Regions from separate parts of the Mus musculus genome. Here region 1 is linked to region 2. A link is a contact called in public Hi-C data. All regions are on one chromosome and are shown on one strand. Each heading gives the region's core, a stretch centred on a gene start, on an enhancer-like site or on the middle of the called end of the contact. The rest is flanking DNA. Distances are from core to core; before and after follow the strand shown.

Region 1 (4,853 bases), core at 975-3,474, about 97 Mb before region 2:
GATCATGGCCCCCAGAGGAAGACAGGGGAAGGGCCACGCCTGCACCATCGCCTTTATGATCCCAACATATCTATTTCTGCAGGCCTTTTTGAACAGTGATGGGAAGAAAAGTGAGGGTATGTCATCCAGAGCAGAGATAGCCAAGTCCTGGTTCTTCAGGAGGCTGTTCTCTGCCAGTTCCTGGAGTGTGGGTGGAGTCTTGCAGCTCATCCTGATGGATCTTCAGGAAGGATTCCTGGGGCAACATTTAGAAAAAAGATAAGTGCTGAGACTCACCTCACCCGAGACAGGAGCTAGGTCAGGGTCACAGTCACTGTTCCAAGAGTGACAGAGACCTCAATCTAGTTCCTTCTACTCTGTGCTACACTGACCACAACACCATCCCACTCCCTGTTGGCCCCAGGACTATGGTCTCAAATATCCACTGCCACAGTACATCTTATTACCACCCATTTCCAGTTTAGGCAATGGATTCCACTCCCAGCAGGAACTGAGTCCTGTGCATCCTAGAAGTTAAACTCCAGCTCTCTGAAGGAAATGTGTCATTCAAGATCCTGTATGGCAGCAGGTGGTAGGGATGGCAGATGCCACCCCAGCACTGAGGAGGCAGAGATATACATTCAGTTGGGGGTCAGCTTTGGGAGCATGGGGTCGGGGAAATAGCAATAACTATTAGAAAGAAGGAAATATTTGAGTAAATGTTTATTCTGTAGCACTTAGCACTGAACATGAGTATCATACATGTTAGGGCATTTTTACTAATGAGCCACTATCACTAAACTTCAAACATTTTATCACTTGTTATGTTGTTTGTTTTGGTTTTTTCTTTCTTTGTTTGTTTGTAGACATGGTTTCCCAACCTGACCTGAAACTCACTCTGTAGTCCACTAGGCTGGCCTTGAACTCAGAGATCCTCCTGTCTCTGCTTCCCAAGTGCTGGGGTTAAAGGTATTCACCATCACACCTGACTAAAAACTTTAAATGCCAAGGGTTGAATTTCTGTAGGAGAAAAGTTTCTTCTAAGTCTAGAGCGGTGACTCACATTATCATCAGAACACTCAAAACTAAGGTAGAGGGATCTACATAAGTTCCAGGCTGCCCAGTGTGTTGGCACAGGACAGCCATGGTGGATATACACAGAAACCCTGCCTCAAAAAAACCCCAAACCAACCTCCACCCACCTCCCCAAAGGGCATTTGGCACTATGCCCACTTTTAAAAAGTCTGTCTACAACTCATTAAAACCCTATGCCATCTAACCTGGTCTGCCTAGTAAATTGAGAGAATATGAATAAATATCTACCCATCTCAGACAGTACTCCAACAAGAAATCAAAGTCATGAGTGACTCTACCCAAGTTTGGCTTACTATAGACCAGGCTGGCCCTTTGCCTCTTGAGTGCTGGAGCCACCACCACCCACCCAGCTTTGCACAGCAATTCTCAAACCTTCCTAATGCTGGGACCCCACACACACACACACCCACACCCTTAAAAGCATTTCACTACTACTTCGTAAATGTAATGAATCTAACGCAGGATGTGACCCACCCATCTAGGCCAGATGCCCAGATGACTGCCTAAGGGCCCAGCCTACCCCCATCCTCTCGGAAGGCCCGATCTAGTGAGGAACTTCGAATTAAAACGGTTGTTAGCCTTGGGGGGGGGTGGGGGTGGCAAAGTTCAAAAGAAGCAATCTCTGACTGGGGGGGGAAGCAACCTGGCTGATGGAATGCATTGATAAACAAGGTGTGCGAGCACACACTCCTAATCCTAGCCACACTCAAGTTATTCTTCAGTCAGTCACACAGGCTCGATAACTCGGCACTTAATCCTAGCATGCCGGAAGTGTTTGAAGCCCGAAACGACGCACTGATTTCCTGGCGGGCCCTGGGGCCCTCACAGACGAAGGCCTACTTCAAAAAAAAGCAGAGTGAGAAAGAACGGCCTTATCCTGTCAGCGCACCCGTTAGTCAAGTCTCCCCGACGTGTCTGGAAGAGCACGGGGTGATGGCACGGAGTGGGGCGTTTATTTTGTTGTTTTTTTTTTTTTTTTTACCAAGGGTTGAAGCGATCCTCCGGCCTCGCCCGCTGCTGCTGCTACTGAGGGACAAAATGGCTTACCAGAGATGGACAGAAGCAAGATGTCTCCGAGCCGCCCCGGAGCCCTCCGGTCCCTCTGTCTCCCCCGCTGGCCTCAAACTCACAGAGACCTGACAGGAAGCGCTCGCTCTCGTGGCCGCCGAAGCTTTAACACAACGTTCTGCTCCCACGCCGCTGAAATAAGCTCGGGCCCCGCCCCCCATACAAGCCGCCACTTGATTGGACGTCTCAGGCTCCGCCCACTTTCACGGGATTTCGCCCCCCCACTCCTCCAACGCTTTTTTGAATCTAGAGCCGGATGTGGAGGGAGACTTACAGCGTTGGCCAGGAGGCTGAGGCAGGTGCATCTCTGTGACTTTAGGCCCGGCCTTTCTTCGCTAACTAAATATCGATTTCCCAGGCTCTGGCTAAGACTACTGGATGAGTCCATGTTTGAAAATAAGGCGGGGGCGGTAGGGGGGATTGCTGCGTTGGTGCTGGTATCCATCTTTAATTCCAGCACTCAGGAGGCAGAGGCAGGAGGATCCCTAACTTTCGGCCCAGTATTGTGTCTAACTAAATATCGACTTCCAGGCTCCAACCAAGGCTACTGGATAAGACCCTGCCTTAAAAAATAATAATAAAATTAAGCCGCAGTGGTGGCACCCGCCTTTAATCCCAGCACTTGGGAGGCAGAGGCAGGTGGATTTCTGAATTCGAGGCCAGCCTAGTCTACAGAGTGAGTTCCAGGACAGCCAGGGCTATACGGAGAAACCCTGTCTCCAAAAAAAAAAAAAAAAAAAAAAAAAAAACCGAAAAGAAAAAAGAAATTAAAGTGTGGCTATGGTATTGCCCACCTTTAATTCTTCACTCAAAAGGCAGAGGCAGGAGGATTTCTGACTTTAGGCCCAGCATTTTCTTAATTAAATATTAAATTCCAGGCCCTGAGGCCCTGGCCAAGACTACTGGATGAAACACACACACACACACACACACACACACACACACACACAAAGGGCGGGACTGTAGTAGTGCGTACCTTTAATTCCAACACTCAGGAGGCAGAGGCAGAAGAATCTCTGTGACTTTAGGCCCGGGATAACTAAATATTGACTTCCAGGCTCCAACCTAGACTACTTGATGTACTTGATGAGACCCTGCCTATAAAAGAGAGGGAGGGAGGGAGGAAGAGAGGGGGAGGAGGGGAGGAGGAGGAAGAAGAGGAAGAAGAGAAAAAAAGAGAAGATGGGGCTGTGGTTATGCACTCTGGAGGCAGAGGCAGGAGGTTAGGATGAGTTTGGGGCAATCCAGGTCTCTACACAGCAAGGCCTAGAACAATATAAAGGCACTCTGATACACACACACACACACACACACACACACACACACACACACAAAGTGAGTCTGATCTGTGTTCTCCCCACAAGGGAAGAATTAAGATGGGGTTAAAGTCAAGGCTCAATCATGGATTCACCCCACAAACAGATTTTTCAATATGTTGACTGCAACAGTTGGGAAGAAAGATAGCAAAGGGTTAGTCTATTTCACAGAAAAATAAAAAGTAGCCGGGCATAGTGGGCACAAACCACCCTGCTACATAGAAGGAAAAAAATCTGGAGTTCCAGGACAGGCTGAGCTACAATAGTAACAGTCCAGCCTGGGCTACATGAGACCCTCAAATAAAAAAAAATTAAAAAAAAACAACTGATACGTGGCATTTTTCTTGCAGAATTCTTTAACCACTTTAAGATAGTAAAGATAAAAACCAGATTCTCTCCAGAAAAAAAACAAAAAAACATTAGTAACTTACATACCCAGTGTCACCTGTGGGGGTTTTTCTCTTTTATTTTGTCTTCCTGAAACAAGGCTTTGTTATATGTAACCCAGGTTGATCCAGAACATGTAGACTAGGCTAGCCCATAGAAGTGATCCTATTGTTTCAGCCTGTCCAGTATTGACTCCCAGAACAAAACATCACAGCTGGTAAGCCACAGTATAGGAGACTCGCATCGCCATGCCTGGCTTTGAGATGCTGGGTGTCAAACTCATGGCGCCCTTCCCACAGGCTAGGTGAGTACTCTACCAACTGAGGTACACCCCCAGCCTCAAGATGGGGGGCTTCATGGAAGGACAGAGGTGTAAGGCAAAATTTGCCCAAAGATATTAGAAGCCTTAGTAGTTGTGAAAGGGCAGCTTAAACCCAACTTGCTCCTTCCAGGCAGAGAATGCCTTGGTTTTCCCAGAAAGTAGGGTGTGTTTCAGATGAGATCAGCTCAGTTACAGGCTTGGGGGTCAGAGGAGAAGACAGAGAGCAAGTCACTAGGGCTAGATAGAGAACATCCCTGAGGACCAGACCACGGGTTCAGGTGTATGTTTGTTTAGGTTTTTTTTGTTTTTGGTTTTTTTGGGTTTTTTTTTTTTTTTTTGGTTTTTTTTTTTTTTTTTGGAGACACTAAGCTAACAACCTTGACTGTACTGGAACTAGCTTTGTAGATCGGACTGGCCTCAAACTCATGGAGATCCCTCTGCCTCTGCCTCTGCCTCTGCCTCTGCCTCTGCCTCTGCCTCTGCCTCTGCCTCTGCCTCTGCCTCTGCCTCTGCCTCTGCCTCTGCCTCTGCCTCTGCCTCTGCCTCTGCCTCTGCCTCTGCCTCTGCCCCCCTGACCCCCTGACCCCTGCCCCCTGCCCTCTGCCTCCCTGGGAATTAAAGGCATGTAAAGGTGTGGGCCACCATACCCAGCAAACAACAAGGTCAGACATGGTGGTACTCACCTT
Region 2 (4,941 bases), core at 1,391-3,890:
TGCACACTGTACCTGTCTTCAGACACACCAGAAGAGGGCGCTGGATCCCAGTACAGATGGTTGTGAGCCACCATGTGGTTGCTGGGAATTGAACTCAGGCCCTCTGGAAGAGCAGTCAGTGCTCTTAACCGCTGAGCCATCTCTTCAGCCCAAAATACCACATCTCAATCAAGACTACTTAAGCATGTATATCTCTTGCCCACTGCTTATATCCAAATCCCATGTGAGGACCCTGATGAGGAACCTGGGGTCACACATCCTGTTATCTATTCTCTTCCCAGTGTGGCCAATGGACCGCTCTCTTATTTTTACTCTTCTCCTTGGTTATAGCAGAGGTGGAAGGCTGAGTTGTGCCTCACCTGTGGGGGTGACAGAGTCCAAGCTTTTACCCTAAAGAGTGGTAACATTTTTTTCTTTCCACATTGTGTTCCAAGCACCTGACCTGGAGATGTGAGAGAGCTGTTTTCAAAATCATTTGTTTTGTTTTTGGGTTAATGTCTGTCACCTTCACATTCTCATATGGAAATCCTAACCCCAGCACCTCAGGAAGCAACTCAATTTGGAAATAGGATCACTGTAACAAAAATAAAATAAAATAAAAATAAATCAGTTAATATAAGATCATTAGGGTAGGTCTTAATCCAAAATAGCTGCTATCCTTCTAAAAGGGAGGAATTTTTGTTTTTTGCTTTTTGTTTTTGTTGTTGTTTTTCGAGACAGGGTGTCTGCTAAGGTGGCTCAGGAATCCACTGCATTTGACCAGAGGCAAGTGCATGCCAGCATCCTAGACCCAGCAACAGGCAGACATGGCCCGTGGTGTTCAACCATCAGACAAGGAAGAGAGCAAGACTGGGAGAACCCGAGGTGGTACCATTGGGGCATAGGTAGGATAGGGGGCTTGGTTGGTTGGTTTGTTTGTTTGTTTGTTTTTTGAGACAGGGTTTCTCCGTATAGCCCTGACTGTCCTGGACTGACCTGCCTCTGCCTCCCAAGTGCTGGGATTAAAGGTGTGCGTCACCACCGCCCAGCTGGATGGGGGGCTTGTAGAAGCTTCCTGAAGAATCTTGTGGAGCTAATACCTTTGCTCTGTGTGGTAGGGGTGGAGGGGGAGTCCCTGTGCTGATGGAGGAAGTGTCTAGACTGCAGAGGAGGCATGAATTAAAGTGAAGTGCCTAGGAACGAACAGATCCCCCCCCACACCCCCACCCCCACCCCCACCCCCAGGATCTGAGGAAGCAGGTGGCAGAAGGAATGGCTGGAAAGGGAGGCCAGGAGCATGTGTGGTGGCGCTCCGTGTCAGGACACTGACACAGAGACTGACACAGACACAGACTCAGAGACATACAGACATACACACACACTGGTTTCTCCCTGGAAATGGCACAAGGTAGACAGAGCCTTTGCCCTTGTTCTGTGCTGGGACCCTACAGAGGTCTCCGTGAGCTTTAAATTCCCTCATCTGGAAGGTGAGAATCCCACACTATCTCCATACAACAGATAATCCGTCTGAAAGAGCTCTGTAAACCATAGCATGCCACGGACAGCACTTGGGAGGCAGAGGCAGGTGGATTTCTGAGTTCCAGGCCAGCCTGGTCTACAAAGTGAGTTCCCAGTCAGCCAGGGTTACCCAGAGAAACCCTGCCTCAAAAAACAAAAAAAACAACAAACTAAGGGCTGAACATGCCCAAAGCTTGGCTGAATGCTCACTAAGTCTGTTACCAATAAAAGTCCTTTGGAAGAACTGTCCCCAGCCCTTCTCCACAGTGCCCCTTAGGTATATAGCCATGTCAACACACTGGCTCACCAAGGACAGCCCCACTTTACAGATGAAGAACAGAGTTCACCAAGGCACCTCTGCAGGCCACCTCAAGGAAGGGTGGCAGTCCAAGCAGTATTTCTACTGAATCACATCCTGAGTGGCCCATGGCTCCAGCGCCACAGCCTTCACCTGTTCTCCCAGTCCTTACCTTTTGGAAGCAAGGCCTTGCTAGCTAGTGTGAACGTTGAGTTCTTAGCCCCTCGTGAGGCGAGGAGCCTTCACCACACAGTTCCCCTGGCCTTCACTTAAGGTTCACCAGGGCCCTGTGTCAACAGAGTAAAGATTACGAGCCAAAATCTGAAAGCGTGGGCAACATAAATCCATCCTCATTCATTAATTACAAAAAGCCCTAGAACTTTCTCATCAGAACTGAGTCAGAGCCAGGCATGACAGCACACACCTGTGATCTCAGCACTCAGGAGGCAGAGGCAGGAGATCTCTGAGTTCAAGACCAGCCTGCTCTACAAAGTACGTTTCAGGACAGCCAGGGCTACAGAGAGAAACCCAGCCTCCAAAACAAAACAAAAAGAATTGACCCAGAAGCCAGGAGCCCAAGCAACAAATTTGGATTATGGAGCGCTGAGTTGGAATCTTCGATCAGCTGGCCAGGTGGCTACCTTGAAAGTCTGTTTCAGCACCTCAAATGGGATTCACTAATTGTTTACAGGGAAGTGGTAGGCTAAGATTATTCTCAAGGATCCAGTCACCTTCTCCTGTTCGCCAACCTGTTAAAGAATATCCGGTTCATGCTAATTTATGCCCAGAATCCCAACAGATAAGCACAATGAACTTAACTGGTGATGCTAAATTCTCTTTCACCCTGGGTCAGTGAGGAGGAGGTGCGGGTAGGTTAGTGTGGAGGAGGGGTGGAGGCTGGGGGAGAGCACAGCCCTTGTCTGGTCTTGTCTTCTGGCCACCCACTTCTGACCTGCCTTTCTCCCCAGTGAGACTCAAGCTTAGGTGATATCCCCCACTAACCGAAACTCTTAGCTGCTCTTCTGGATGAGCGGGAAGGGCACTAGAAATCCCCCCGCTGCTGGACAGGCAGAATCCAGAATGGTCTGCACTGGGTCCTGGACAGCTCTGGAATATCTATTAGCTCAAGAGGAAGTGGTTTGAGGGGTCCGACACTCAGCACGCTGGCACTGAGACCTTGCTTCTCCAGACTGGAGGACAGTGCTCACACATACGCCCAGTCTTCAAGCCCCTTCCTCTATGGGAAAACAACCCCCAGCCTTCCCATCCCTTCATCAGATCTGGGAAGGACTTTTGTGCTTACTGCAATGTTGGTTTTCCTGCAACTCCTTGGCAGCCTTGAAGCAGGCTGGTAACTTGACTCCTTTCCAAACCTTCACCACAGCAGTATCATCAGCCTCATTAAAATTGATGTCAGCACAACCTGACAGGGCTGTGTGAAAGCTGAAGGTCACAGAAAAGGGCAGTGTTTGGTCGGGTTGTACAGCCCTTGTGATGCTAGGGTGGTACACCTCAACAGGAAGGAATACCGAAGAAGGTTCCATCGTACCCAAAGCCTGAGTGTAGGGCTGACAGACGGCTGTTCATTGTACAAGCCTGAAGAGTCATCATTATGTGGGTTTCCGGCATCTACACCATCCTCTGGAAGATTGTAGTTCCTACACATCACCCCTGCGGCTGGATTCCTGTAGCAGTTCAGCCATGGTAGGAACACAGGGTTTGTATACGGCAGACCTTTTACCTAAGTCCTTCCAACAGGTCTCAGTTATCCCCTCACCTCTGCTGGCATTTTACTCAAGCACGCCCATGGTTAGTTAGATCTCCAGGGGCCCACTGCAACAAGCCAGGTCTGCTAGCCATCACAGCTCCCAACCAGCACAGACTTTCTATTTCCTAGCTGCTGGAAGAAAAGCCACTCCATGATGGTTTCCCCATAACACTTCCTTCCTAGAACTTCATGACTTTCTTCAGCAAAGGGTAGCTGCGCCTTAAATCCCATTCATGTTACAATCACATCAAGAGGCTTCTGGTAGACCTGGTTTTAAAGGAAAATCAAGACAGAAACCAAGTCCTGGCTTAAGGATGACTCTAAAATCTGAATGGCCATAAGCGGCCAAATACCACAGTAAATGCAGGAAAGCCTTGACCAACATGTAGCAAGGATCCAACCTGGTCCCCAGCACCACCTGCCAACCCCTCTATTCCAAGTCCCTGGTCAAATCTTAGGTTCTTATCAACCCCACCCTACCACCTCTCACCTATTTGCTATGGCCCTTCCTTGTCTCAGGCCCTCCCTATTCTGTTTCTAAAAGATTTTGTGTATGCGGTCTTGTATGCACTTGTGTACCTAGTGTCTGCAGTCATGGGACAGTTGTGAGCAATCACATGGGTGCTGGGAACCCAACACTGGCCCTCTCCAAGTTCTCCTAACCACTAAGCCATCTCTCCAGCCCTGCCGTTTCTTCTTACTGTGAACACTGAAGGCTGACTTTTCTCTATAAGCTAACTTCTTGCTAGTTAAGGAGCCTGACACACCCGAGGGCAGACATTGCAAAGTTGCATGAACTTCTAAAACAATCACCCAGTTTCTGGTTTTGGTATTTGACAGGGTTTACAAACTATGTGCCTGAGGTTGTGTGGAGGTGGTGGGGAGGGAGGGAGGGAGGGAGGGAAGCTTGTGTTCACAGGCCAGGAGAGAGCATCTAATACCCTGGGCTGCCATCACAGGCAGTTTTGCAGGACTCCCTGCTTGTTATGTGGGCAGTAGGATCCCAACCCTGGCCCTCATGATTGTGCAGCAAGCATTCTAACACACTGCAGAACACCACTCTCCCCCCAAGCCCACGAGAACAGAGCACGTGCCCACCTTCAGAGTGACTGAGCTGATCACAAGACCTGCTGCCTGTTGGCAAGGCTTATGTCAGAATTCCCGTCTTGACAAGCGGCGGTCAAGACAGGCCAGCCATCAGCCTAACACACATGCTCTAGTCTTGGTGAGGTCTACTTTTTTACCTAGAGTATTTCCTGTCCATGGGAGCATGGGTCACCCACACTGAGGCTTGTCAAGTCATCTGGCCTTAGCCCTTTAACTTTACACTAAAAGGGACCCAGAAGTCAATACATGGTAGGGTCTTTCCCCTTGACAC

Evidence for each region. A called contact is a pair of places that touch in the nucleus more often than the background predicts.
Region 1: a contact with region 2 is called in a Hi-C map of embryonic stem cells, with 5 read pairs. The contact joins the promoter of Pramel1 here to the enhancer-like site in region 2. A contact is called at or near these places in 3 of 39 promoter capture datasets (cranial neural crest, embryonic stem cells and second pharyngeal arch cranial neural crest) and 1 of 484 Hi-C or Micro-C datasets (embryonic stem cells).

Annotation. Positions count from the first base shown.
Region 1 is chr4:143,391,812-143,396,664 of GRCm38.p6, reverse strand. Pramel1 (PRAME like 1) reads right to left here and starts at 2,224. Exons shown (of 4, transcript NM_031377.2): 1 at 2,122-2,224; 2 at 1-235. The coding sequence starts at 210.
Region 2 is chr4:46,472,965-46,477,905 of GRCm38.p6, reverse strand. No RefSeq gene overlaps it. Among named protein-coding and RNA genes, the nearest start is that of Nans, 14 kb to the left of the region's middle. Within about 2 kb of position 2,640, at least 19 of the 459 cell types and tissues checked have an H3K27ac peak or open chromatin away from gene starts, as enhancers often do. A contact at or near this core is called in embryonic stem cells, where this site is marked.